2 separate regions of the Gasterosteus aculeatus genome follow, and region 2 is linked to region 1. A link is a contact called in public Hi-C data. All regions are on one chromosome and are shown on one strand. Each heading gives the region's core, a stretch centred on a gene start, on an enhancer-like site or on the middle of the called end of the contact. The rest is flanking DNA. Distances are from core to core; before and after follow the strand shown. Region 1 overlaps tlr5b (toll-like receptor 5b). Region 2 holds the start of disp1 (dispatched homolog 1 (Drosophila)).

Evidence for each region. Hi-C and Micro-C count contacts between places; a contact is called where the count stands out from the background.
Region 2: a Hi-C map of skeletal muscle shows a contact between it and region 1, with 6 times the contacts expected there. The contact joins the promoter of disp1 here to the enhancer-like site in region 1. A contact is called at or near these places in 4 of 6 Hi-C or Micro-C datasets (skeletal muscle, tail fin and whole body).

The regions. Positions count from the first base shown.
Region 1 is chr18:923,048-927,831 of fGasAcu3.hap1.1, reverse strand. tlr5b (toll-like receptor 5b) reads right to left here. Exons shown (of 6, transcript XM_078093922.1): 4 at 3,681-4,784; 5 at 2,793-2,881; 6 at 1,959-2,646. The coding sequence ends at 2,419. Among protein-coding and RNA genes, the nearest start is that of tlr5b, 5.6 kb to the right of the region's middle. Within about 2 kb of position 2,476, at least 1 of the 9 cell types and tissues checked has open chromatin away from gene starts, as enhancers often do.
Region 2 is chr18:976,375-981,469 of fGasAcu3.hap1.1, reverse strand. disp1 (dispatched homolog 1 (Drosophila)) reads left to right here and starts at 3,096. Exons shown (of 12, transcript XM_078093916.1): 1 at 3,096-3,471. It overlaps LOC144389422 (a long non-coding RNA gene), which reads left to right and starts at 447. Exons shown (of 2, transcript XR_013453458.1): 1 at 447-918; 2 at 1,135-2,146. LOC120808533 (homeobox-containing protein 1) reads right to left here and starts at 372. Exons shown (of 11, transcript XR_013453455.1): 1 at 145-372.

The DNA.
Region 1 (4,784 bases), core at 1,227-3,726:
CCACAAATAGAAGACGCGACACGTGAGCGTGCAGCGCCACACGGGCTCGCTTCATGCTCCTGTGTTGAAGGAAACACCATCTTTGCCTCACAGAGATCAGCTTGTGTTCACACTCCTCCTCCTCCCTGCAGAAGAGTCCCGTCCCTCAGGATCCCTGTAACTGTTTGAGCTGGTGGAGGTCAAACATTAGCCGCGTCCTTGAGGGCAGCGTTTGACGCTTCCCGCAGGCGGACATGCGCGTTCTGGCCCGAAATAACTGAAGAGGACGGCGAGCTTGTTTACAAGGTAAACATTTATTCCCACTTTCCAAATTAGATGTCGGGGGAGCTGCTGCTGGAGGACAGAGACACGGTTTATTCTCGTTTAACCCAACGAGCCTTGAAACATTAAAAAAAAAACCAATTCATCTGAAAAGACAATTAAAAATCAAAGGCAAAAACATTTATTTATTTATTTAGAATAAATGTCCTTAAAGAATGAATTATTTTATTTCTTGAAATTTATCGTCAACTACATTAACTAGTTTTTTGATCTTGGCACACATTAAAAAAATGCATCTATTGCTCATTTCCCTCAACATAAATCATTAAGGGCCCCAATTTCCCCCTTATCAGGGGTAGAGGAGCCTGCAGTGGGCCCCCCACACGGGCCCCCACACGGGCCCCGAAGGAGCTTGTTGGATCCCACTCTTAACAACCTGCATGACTCTGGAGGTTAGTTTGGTAAAGACGAAATGGACTCGGTGTGGGAAAGATGTTTGTCCATTTGAATGGTGTATTCATTGCATTCACAGAAGGCCTCTGGGGGGGGGGGGGCTTCCTATAGCTCATGGATCATCCAAATGAGGCCCACTACATGCTGCATATGAACATGTTGGAAATCCAGAACGGGTAAATCCCAGGAAGTGTAAAGTAGTGGCAGACCTGAGGTCAGGCGGATGTGAACCTGCACCGGGCTCAGATTAACGGACCGTCCCGCGTAGAAGCAGCAGGAGGCCGTAATGTTCCCAGCAGCTGGCTCATAAAGGCTGCGAGCGGGCCGGCGGCCAACAGGACGGAAGCGCTCGCTCTGCCCAGCGGCTTCCTGCTTTCAGACACGCAGCTGGAATGAAAGAACAACCTGCTGACCCCCACATCCCCCCCTGTGCCGGGGGACGGATGGACCCGTCTGACGGTGTATGAAACCACACAGGAGGGCAACCGACCCCCCCTCTGTGTACGCACTCTAGTGGTGACACAAGTGCAAGTGCAAAAGGCTCCTTTCAGCCAACCAGGAACCTCACAGTGATTTACAAAGGAAATGACACGTCGATCATTTAAACGTCTGTAGAAATGAACCGAAGCTGCGGCGGCAGAGTTTAGCAGCTAAAACTTCTCCTGTTGATTGGATTTACTGAGTGATGTAACCATGAAAATACACAGGAACTCTCTTCAATACTGACATTAATTATTGGATTGGTTTCACTTCGCTTCTGAACCCTTGTTTGTCCGTAGCTGCCCCACAGCCGGCTGGTAGAAGTATTTTTTATTGTTATACACAATAAAATTGTAGCAGCATTCCTGGAAAAAAGGTTTATTTCAGCTTTTCTCCATTTTTATACATGATCTAGGAACACAAAAGGAGTTCCCCTTTAATAAATAAAATAACCCTTTGCAGACACTAGAGAGCGTACGATGAACCGTACAGATGTGTCAGCATTCATCCCTCAGGCTGTTAATAAGAACAAAGCCTCAGTAGAAGTTGAAGACCGCTGAGGAGCAATGTTAGTGTTTCAAATAGAAGAAGTCTTATTGCTCAGGAATTCAAAATCAACAAATTTGGTCCAATTGGAGCATAACTTCCTATGAATGTTTCTTACTTCTTCCCTCTGGATCCAGATGTTAATAGTTTTTTTAGTTTTGTTTTTAGTGGCGTGAGGACACGGACGTGTTCTGCTGACAGTGAAGGACAGAGTTACATACTGACCCCCAATTGGTTTATTTGTGCACACAAGCATTTGATATACAAATCTGCAAAATTGACTTATTTGTACTCTTATATTTATATATTACGTATATTTCTTATTAGAATTTTTTTATATTTGCGATTAGCAGATGCATATTAGTTATAAATCAATAATCAGAAACATTTAATCCAGTCAACACAATAATTCCAACAACATAACTTCTTATCATTGACATGTAATGCTGTAAAATTGGACAATGACCAAAGATCCACATGAAAAAAAGGAATTATACATAATTGGAATTTTTTACCACAGATTATCTGATTACCTACAAATGTTCAGGGCCGAAGAGGTTCTGCATAAGTCTGTCTTTGCCTTCCCTTCCTCTGAAGCTGGTAATACTCGTTCTCCCCTGCAGGGGGCACTTGGTCCTCATCCCAGCAGCGAGTCTTTCTTCAACAGGAGGCAGGAGTTCACACAGCGGCGGCTCTGATAGCCTGGAGCTGGACGCCGTCCTCATCAGCAGGTCCCCTGTCGGGCTCCTCGGCAACCTTTTTCAACTTGGTGTCTTTGAGCATCTGTGAGACGAGGCGCTCATAAAACCACTCCAGGTCCTGAGGGTCCTCCGGCCAGGTGAGGTACTCTCTCCTCTGGACGAAAGCTCTGACCGCCTTGTACCTCATCAGCTGGTAGTGCGCCACCTTCAGTCGGATAAAAACGGAGACAAAGGTCAAAAACGGCAGCTTTCAGCCTTCTGTGTAGCAACGATAATTTAACATTCAGTTATTCTCAAAATCACACATGATTTCTATTTTTTGTACGTGAAGATAGAAGCAGCTTTACAGACCTTCCCCACCACCAACACGATCAGCACGTTGGTCAGCTCCTCCAGCATCCGGCTCTGGGCCAGAGTGAACGCCTCCAAGCACCAACCGTCTAGAGAGACACCACCCGGTTAGTTTCTGCAACCTCCGCCTTTGTCTTTTCACAAAGCAGTAAAAGAGGAGTAATCGTGTGTAAAACAAATACATAATAATATGTGTTTCTCCAAAAGTCAACTTTTGCTTCAACCTCTTTTAGAAGCCACGTGTTTCCTCGCCGCCGCAGCTTAAACCCTCACACTGCGCAGCGGTTCGACGTTTTTGAAAAAAGCACTAATTGAGTTTCTTGGAGATAATTGGATGTCAAGAAAAAAGCCACATCCAGCAGAGCTTTGGCTTAACTTGTCATAAAAGCTGGCAACATGGAGGCTGCTGGGCTCCGTCTAAATCAGGGGTGCTCACACTGTTCCGGCTCGCAAGCTACTTTTCAACTGACCGGGTCATGGCGATCGACCCCCCTCCGTGCCGGCTGACGGGGGCGGGACCGGTAAATAGTAGAACACAACGAACCTCTCATCTGTCAGAAGGAGGAAACGTCACATTCTTGGTCGTTACCTTACTGCAGTCAGCCTGGGCTGCTTTGGAATTAAATGCGTCCGTTAGTAAGCAAGGATCGCTAATTAGCATTAGCATTAGTTTCGGTCATCTCCCGCATTTTTACCGATGGCACGGGATCGACTAGTACTGCCTTTGAGATCGACGCGATCGACGTACTGAGCACCCCTGGTCTAAAGGGTCCGTCGATTACTTCATCTCTCAAAATGTTCCTTGAAAGAAAATATTTCACGGCCAAAACTGAAGCAGACGTCAAAGCCTTGTGCCTGTTACTACAACTAAAAGTAAAAAGACTTTACCCTTCAGGAACTCCCTGGTGACAACGCACACGGTCTTCCTGCTGCCCCAGATGGCATCTCTGAAGTTGGACAGGTGATCCTCGCCTGGCAGGAAGTCTCTGGCCTCGAAACAGCAGTGGAACATGTTTTCCTCCGAAAACTGGTTGTCCAGCTTCTTGAGCAGAGCGGCCTCCACCCAGTCATAGTCGGTGTCGCTGAAGCAGAGGAAGGCATCGTGCTGCACTTGGTCCACGGGAGGCGGCGGCTTCGGGCCCTCCAGGACCCTGCCAACCACCTTTTTGTAGATGATGAATATGCGCCCTCGGAGACGGGCGTAGGCGATCCCGCCGACGACCACGGCGAGTATCACGAGAGTGGACAAGATGAAGAGAGCAAACTTAAGTCCTTGGACGGCCTTTTCGTCGTCTTCCACGCACGGTTCGACCACCGCAGAGAAATCCAGCAGTGGAAGATTGCGGAGAGCGTCTGGAAACTCACACCTGTACTCCTCAACCGGGCTGAGGAAGGTTACATTCGTCGCATTCAGCCACCTGGTGAAGCTCTCCAGACTGCAGTCACAGTGGAACCGATTCCCAGCCAGGCCGAGGAAGCTCAGAGACCGAAAAGTCTCTGGGTCCAGGGAGGCCAGAAAGTTGTTAGAGAGGTCGAGTCTTATCAGGCCGAGCGGAAAGATGTCCGGCTGCAGATAGGTCAGAGCATTGGACGAGAGGTCGATCTCTATGATCGAGCCGAGGCCGCGGAAAACCCCTGGTGGGAGAGTCGACAGGGAGTTGAGGCTCAAATTAAGACCGAGAAGATTTTCTAAACTATGGAAAAGGTTGAGGCACTGCCCCTGCGCCCAGATGGTGTTTAGGGAACTGTCGTGAAGATCCAGGATTTGTAAACTATTATTACGAGGTACTGTGACTTGCGGAGTGATTATGCAATGCTTGATGATGTTTCCCCCGTAGAAGAAATTCTTGAGACGATTGAAATGAGCTGAAATATCATAAACGTCCTGCAAGTTAGTCAATCGGTTGTCTACAACGTCTACGTGGATACTGTTGTTGCCAAATTCACTGATTCCAAAAAGAGATTGCAGTTTATTGTCGCCCAGGAGTAGAT
Region 2 (5,095 bases), core at 1,847-4,346, 53 kb before region 1:
GCGAGGGAGGCTCGCGCTGCGGAGCGGTTAGCATTGCGTGCTAGCCCTGCCAGCGCGGAAGCTAGCAGGCGTTAGCCGCCGCTGGCTAGCGGGCGTTCGATATCAACAACGTCGCCGTCGTGTGCGTGTGAGAACACGACTTACCTCGCTTCAAATCGTCAAGTGAACCATTTAACTTTGGCAACTTGCGAACTCGTCGCCGTGCGGCGTCTTTCACTGCGGCCGAACAAGAACGCGGTGCGGCTGCGGCGCCCCGTCCGACCCCTACGCGAGGATGTCTGTCACTAGCGAATCATTCGCCCCGGCGCTTTGTCTGTGTGACAACAGCCATGTTGACAACCAGCGCCTCCCAGCAGCCGCGCGGGAACTGTAGTCCTGCTCTCGCGCTGCGCGTCCGCCTGCTGCGCACTAAGAACTACAAGTCCCCGAAACGAGGCGCGACGCGGCCGAAGGCTCCGCGATGCGGCGTCAAGGCGCCAACGCAGCGCGCGGTCCCCTCGGGGGCCACCCGGACCTCCCGGACCTCCTGGGCCTCCTGGACCTCCTGGGCCTCCTGGACCTCCTGGGCCTCCTGGGCCTCCCGGACCTCCTGGGCCACCCGGACCTCCTGGGCCACCCGGGCATCCCGGGCCTCCCGGGCATCCCGTGCCTCCTGGGCCTCTCGGGCAGCCACATAGACCGGGCATGAGGGACAGTCAGAAATTTCCCAAATATGGGACACTAGTTCTGGCTCTTTGCAGTACCAAGGACAAGGACATTTCATTTATTTTACACACTGTTCATTGTGGACCTTTTTAACGTGACAAGAATTAAAACTCTGTCCCCAATGTGTACAAAACCAATGACCAAAAACATCCCGTATTTCACAGGATCACGATGTCATCAAGAAGGGGAGAAAAACATGTTTTTCAAGCACTGGTCAGTTTAAGAATTTGGGCTTTTGCTTCTTTTACTTCTTTTAAAAAGTCTTATACTGCTGTCTTAGACTTCTTTGTCTATTTGACTCTTTGGATTTCTCCTAAAAAGGTATAGATATTGCCTCATTTGCACATTGAAAGTAACTAATGGAACGATCATTGTTTTAATGTTAACAATCAGCTGTAGTTTCATGGTGATCTCCATCCATCTTCACAGACGGGGTTCACCCTGGACTGAGACTCTACACAGAGACAAAACACCAGTCACACCCACATCCACACACCTACGGGCAACTTAGTCACCAATCTACCTGATCCCCAGAGCCGGACTCTGGGCTGTGGGGGGGATTCCAGATTCCTACATGTGCCCAAAGGATTAGAAACACTCACTTTTGAGACAGTTTGATCAGTGTGGAGAAGCACATCAGGTCAGTTTGGAAAGCCTTGAATTATTATCCACACACTCACAACTTTGTATGCTTTATTCAGAAACACCACTGATGATTCTATATAATTACTGGATTTTATAGTATCTTCAAACATAAAACTCAAACTGAACAGTTGTGCATTAGAATTCCTTTTAATGAATTCTTTCATTAATTCTACTCTCTTTCACTTAAGTGAAACTATTTCACCGTTGATGGTGGAAATAGTTCTTATGCCTGTGTAATAATTGAGCTATGGAACATAACCTGAACAAGGCATGAATTGTTGGAGAAATGTGAATTGTTCTTTAGGCCAAAGCTTGTGTGAGAAGTGATAATCAAAAGTCTAGTCTTGATTTAGGAGTTAGGTAAGGGGGGGAGCAGGATGTGCCGAGCAGGCAGACACGAGTCTGACAGGATGGGGAGTCAGTTTATGTCCTGGCTGAGGAATGTAAGGTCAGCGGGTCAACTAGAAGATTTACCAGCCAAAGGGGGGTTAGAGACACACCAACACTATTCAACATACACACTCTGTTTACGATGTTTACGTTAAGTCAGGAGTCTGGACATTGGATGTGACCGGATCTTAGATGCGGGAGGTGGAAGGTCCTCCTCTACGCCAGTTTAGGGCCAATAGAAATATTTCCTTCTCTGTCTTTCAAGGGTTGTAAAACATGATGTTCTTGCTGATGTTAGTTGGTTGTTCTTCCGGCCTGTGTGCTGCCTGAACCGCTCCTGCCTTTGCAAACGCAGCGCTGATACTTGACCTGCGATCTGACAAATAAATCTCCCAGAACGAGAGAAGTCGTTCGGCTGAATTCTTGATGACCCCGACCAGGCTCCAAATCTTGAACACGTATTCTTACAGAAGTGTTTTTGAGTTGATCCTCATGCACTGTTATGCTCGTTTGAACTGCAGAGGAAACCAACAAACATCTCAATGGCTTGTAGTTGTTATGTGTTGCTTACATCCATTCCACTTCAAAAAAAACAATTTTTAAAAGAAATAAGAATAATTGGAAAATACCATATGACAAAAAAACATTTTAGGAATGTTTTTCCCATAGTTAAAGTACCACTAATTTGGCTGCATGTGCAGTTCTTTTAATACTTAATATTGTTCTTGTTCTTACTTTGTTCTTATTTTTTTTACTAATCTATACAAACCACTTATAATAACTGTAAATATAATACGGGTATAGGCAGCATGCCAATGCAATGAGAAAGTACTAGGTGAATGTTAAAGTATACTACATGGACATTATGTAAGAAGCTCGGGCACATGGTTTCCTTCTGCTGCCCTCAAGTTTCCTACGGTTCACCAGAAACCCTCCGGAGAAGAGCTGTGTCTCATTTCAGCGGCTACATCCTTTGGTCTACGGGGGCCGACCACAGCTACAAAATAAATGTCAGCAAACACGTTTATTAAATTCTAGTAACACACATGCACAAGCGCTGCATTTTGTCTCGCATAATAAGAGCTGCTCTGTAAGTGCAGATATTGCAAAATTCTCCCAAGAGCTGAAAAACAAAATTAATACATTTTTCAATGACATTTCAAAACAAAGGAACGCAACCAAGTAGAGTTTCTTTATGTATTTGTATCTTTACGTATTTAATTTCAGAGTTTGTAACATTTCTGTACCAAGAAAGTGATATTTCAGGTTCACAACTTGAGCCACTTGGATCCCTTTCTTTTAATAATATTATTATCTATACAACCGCCACGAGCAGTGTTCAACCTCAAGCTTGTGTGAGGCATTAATGCGGCATGAGGATAATAACAACGAAGAGCCCGATGTGTATTGTGCTTTGGAACGACATTAAATGCGTCCGTTATTGGGACTCGGAGTCCTCATTCTCCGGCTGCATTTGAAGGAGTCGCCTGAATGCGTCGCGGCCGCGGTGACGCAATCGGTCTGGGAAGGATGAGCAGCCTCCGGAGGACACAGCCGCTGGATTGAGACACGGCCGCGAACTCCCGGTTCGCAGCTGCCCAGCCGACATGGGCTGATGCTCGGGTTGTGTATTCATCAGCATCCGGCCAAAGCAAAACAACTCGCGTCCGGGGGACCCGCACAGCTCCCCCTCCGCTCCCGCGTCCCGCTTCCGGCCCGGCGGGTTTGCGTGTGAGTATGCGGCTTGCTCGCTGAACGAACCCGCGGAGCCGCCGCGGCTCAGCCAGCTGTTTTGGTGAGCGAGGCTCGCCGCCGGTGGCTAGCAGGCTAACGCCAACTCAAGCTAGCCGCCGGTAGCCGCCGGTCGGTCGGCCCCGTTCAGTTCCGCCTCCTTCGGACGCAGCGTTGTGTCCGGCGTCTGGCGCCCCCCGTGTTGGCGAAACGTCGTTTCTCGTAGTTCGCTGCGGTGACGTGGACGACCCGGGACCGCTAGCTCGGGTGAACGGGTCTACGCGGCTTTGACGTGACGTTAAAGGCCGAAGCCGTGGTGATTACGTCACCCTGGTGGACACGAGGACGGGTCACTGCCCGGAAACCATGTTCACGAGCAGCACGCGGGGGTGAAGGGTCAGGGCTGTGCAGCGACGCCCTCCAGGCTGCACTACGGTGCCGAGCCCCCCTGCCGGGCCCCTGCTGGGGCCTCCAGGTGGACTGACCTTCCCTCTTAAAGAAACGATGGGCCGTCGCTTCTCTTTACTGAATTGACAGTTTCTCGCCACAGTTTGGATTAGAACTGTAGTGGAATAGACGTCTTCTCCTATAGGACTGAGCACAACTGATGGCCTCAAACATAAATCCCACAAATGAACTCTGGACAAGGCGCACCTGTTGATGGAAACCATTCCAGGTCACCACCTCGTGAAGCCGGTTCAAAGAATGAGTGCGAAGAAATCAGAAAAAGGTGGCTACTTAAGTACATAGAATATAGAACATATTCTGTTTTAACACAATGTAATTAAAATGAAAGAAACACCATCGAATGAGAAGGTCCAAGCGTTTGAGGTCAGGATATTCGTACGAGCGTTGGCGGCACAATACCAGAGCGTGCTCCTGGTTCTTGTCTTCAAGATGTCCGTGGGACGTCCAGACAACAACTGAGGATTATTCTACTTCTCATCTGTTGATTACTTTCTCCATTAATCGGTCAGTGGATAGTTGTATATAATGGCGATCAGAGGATCGACGGGTCGATCTCTGGCTGTACGCTGGTCCAAGACGCCCGTCCGGCTCGTTGGATGAACGTCGGCTGGTTTGTTGAACCTGTCGTCAGCGTATGAATGAGTATGAACGCTCACGTGGGGTTAAAGCGCTTTGAGAGACTCGTCTGGCTCAACAAGTGGAAGCGCTAGACGAGTCTTCTGACCGTCAGCCGCTGTTACACGTCACTGATTCAGCATTAAGATGGCAAACATTAGTGAAACGTGCTGTAAGCGTCAGCGTACTTTAACGACACCGTGCTGCTGATTTCCAGAGATGCGTAGTGGTGAATAAATGTTTTCCCATGGTTCCATGCGTCTACCTTCTCTGGGACGCTCTGGTGGTTCTTTGTACGATTCAGAAAAAGTCCAATAGGGGGAAGTGTTGCACTTAATAATCGCTAACATCAGCCCAGTAGTCCACACTGAACCAAAGGGCATCCGGGTGTCATTCCCAAGTGAACGCAACGTCATATCCTTATTTTGATTTAAGTAATCCGATTTTCTGAGAAATATGACTGATTTGCATTTCATGCTCAATTTGGAATGACCCAACGGTATGTCTGGATGTATAATTATTTACTTATCATGTTGAATTA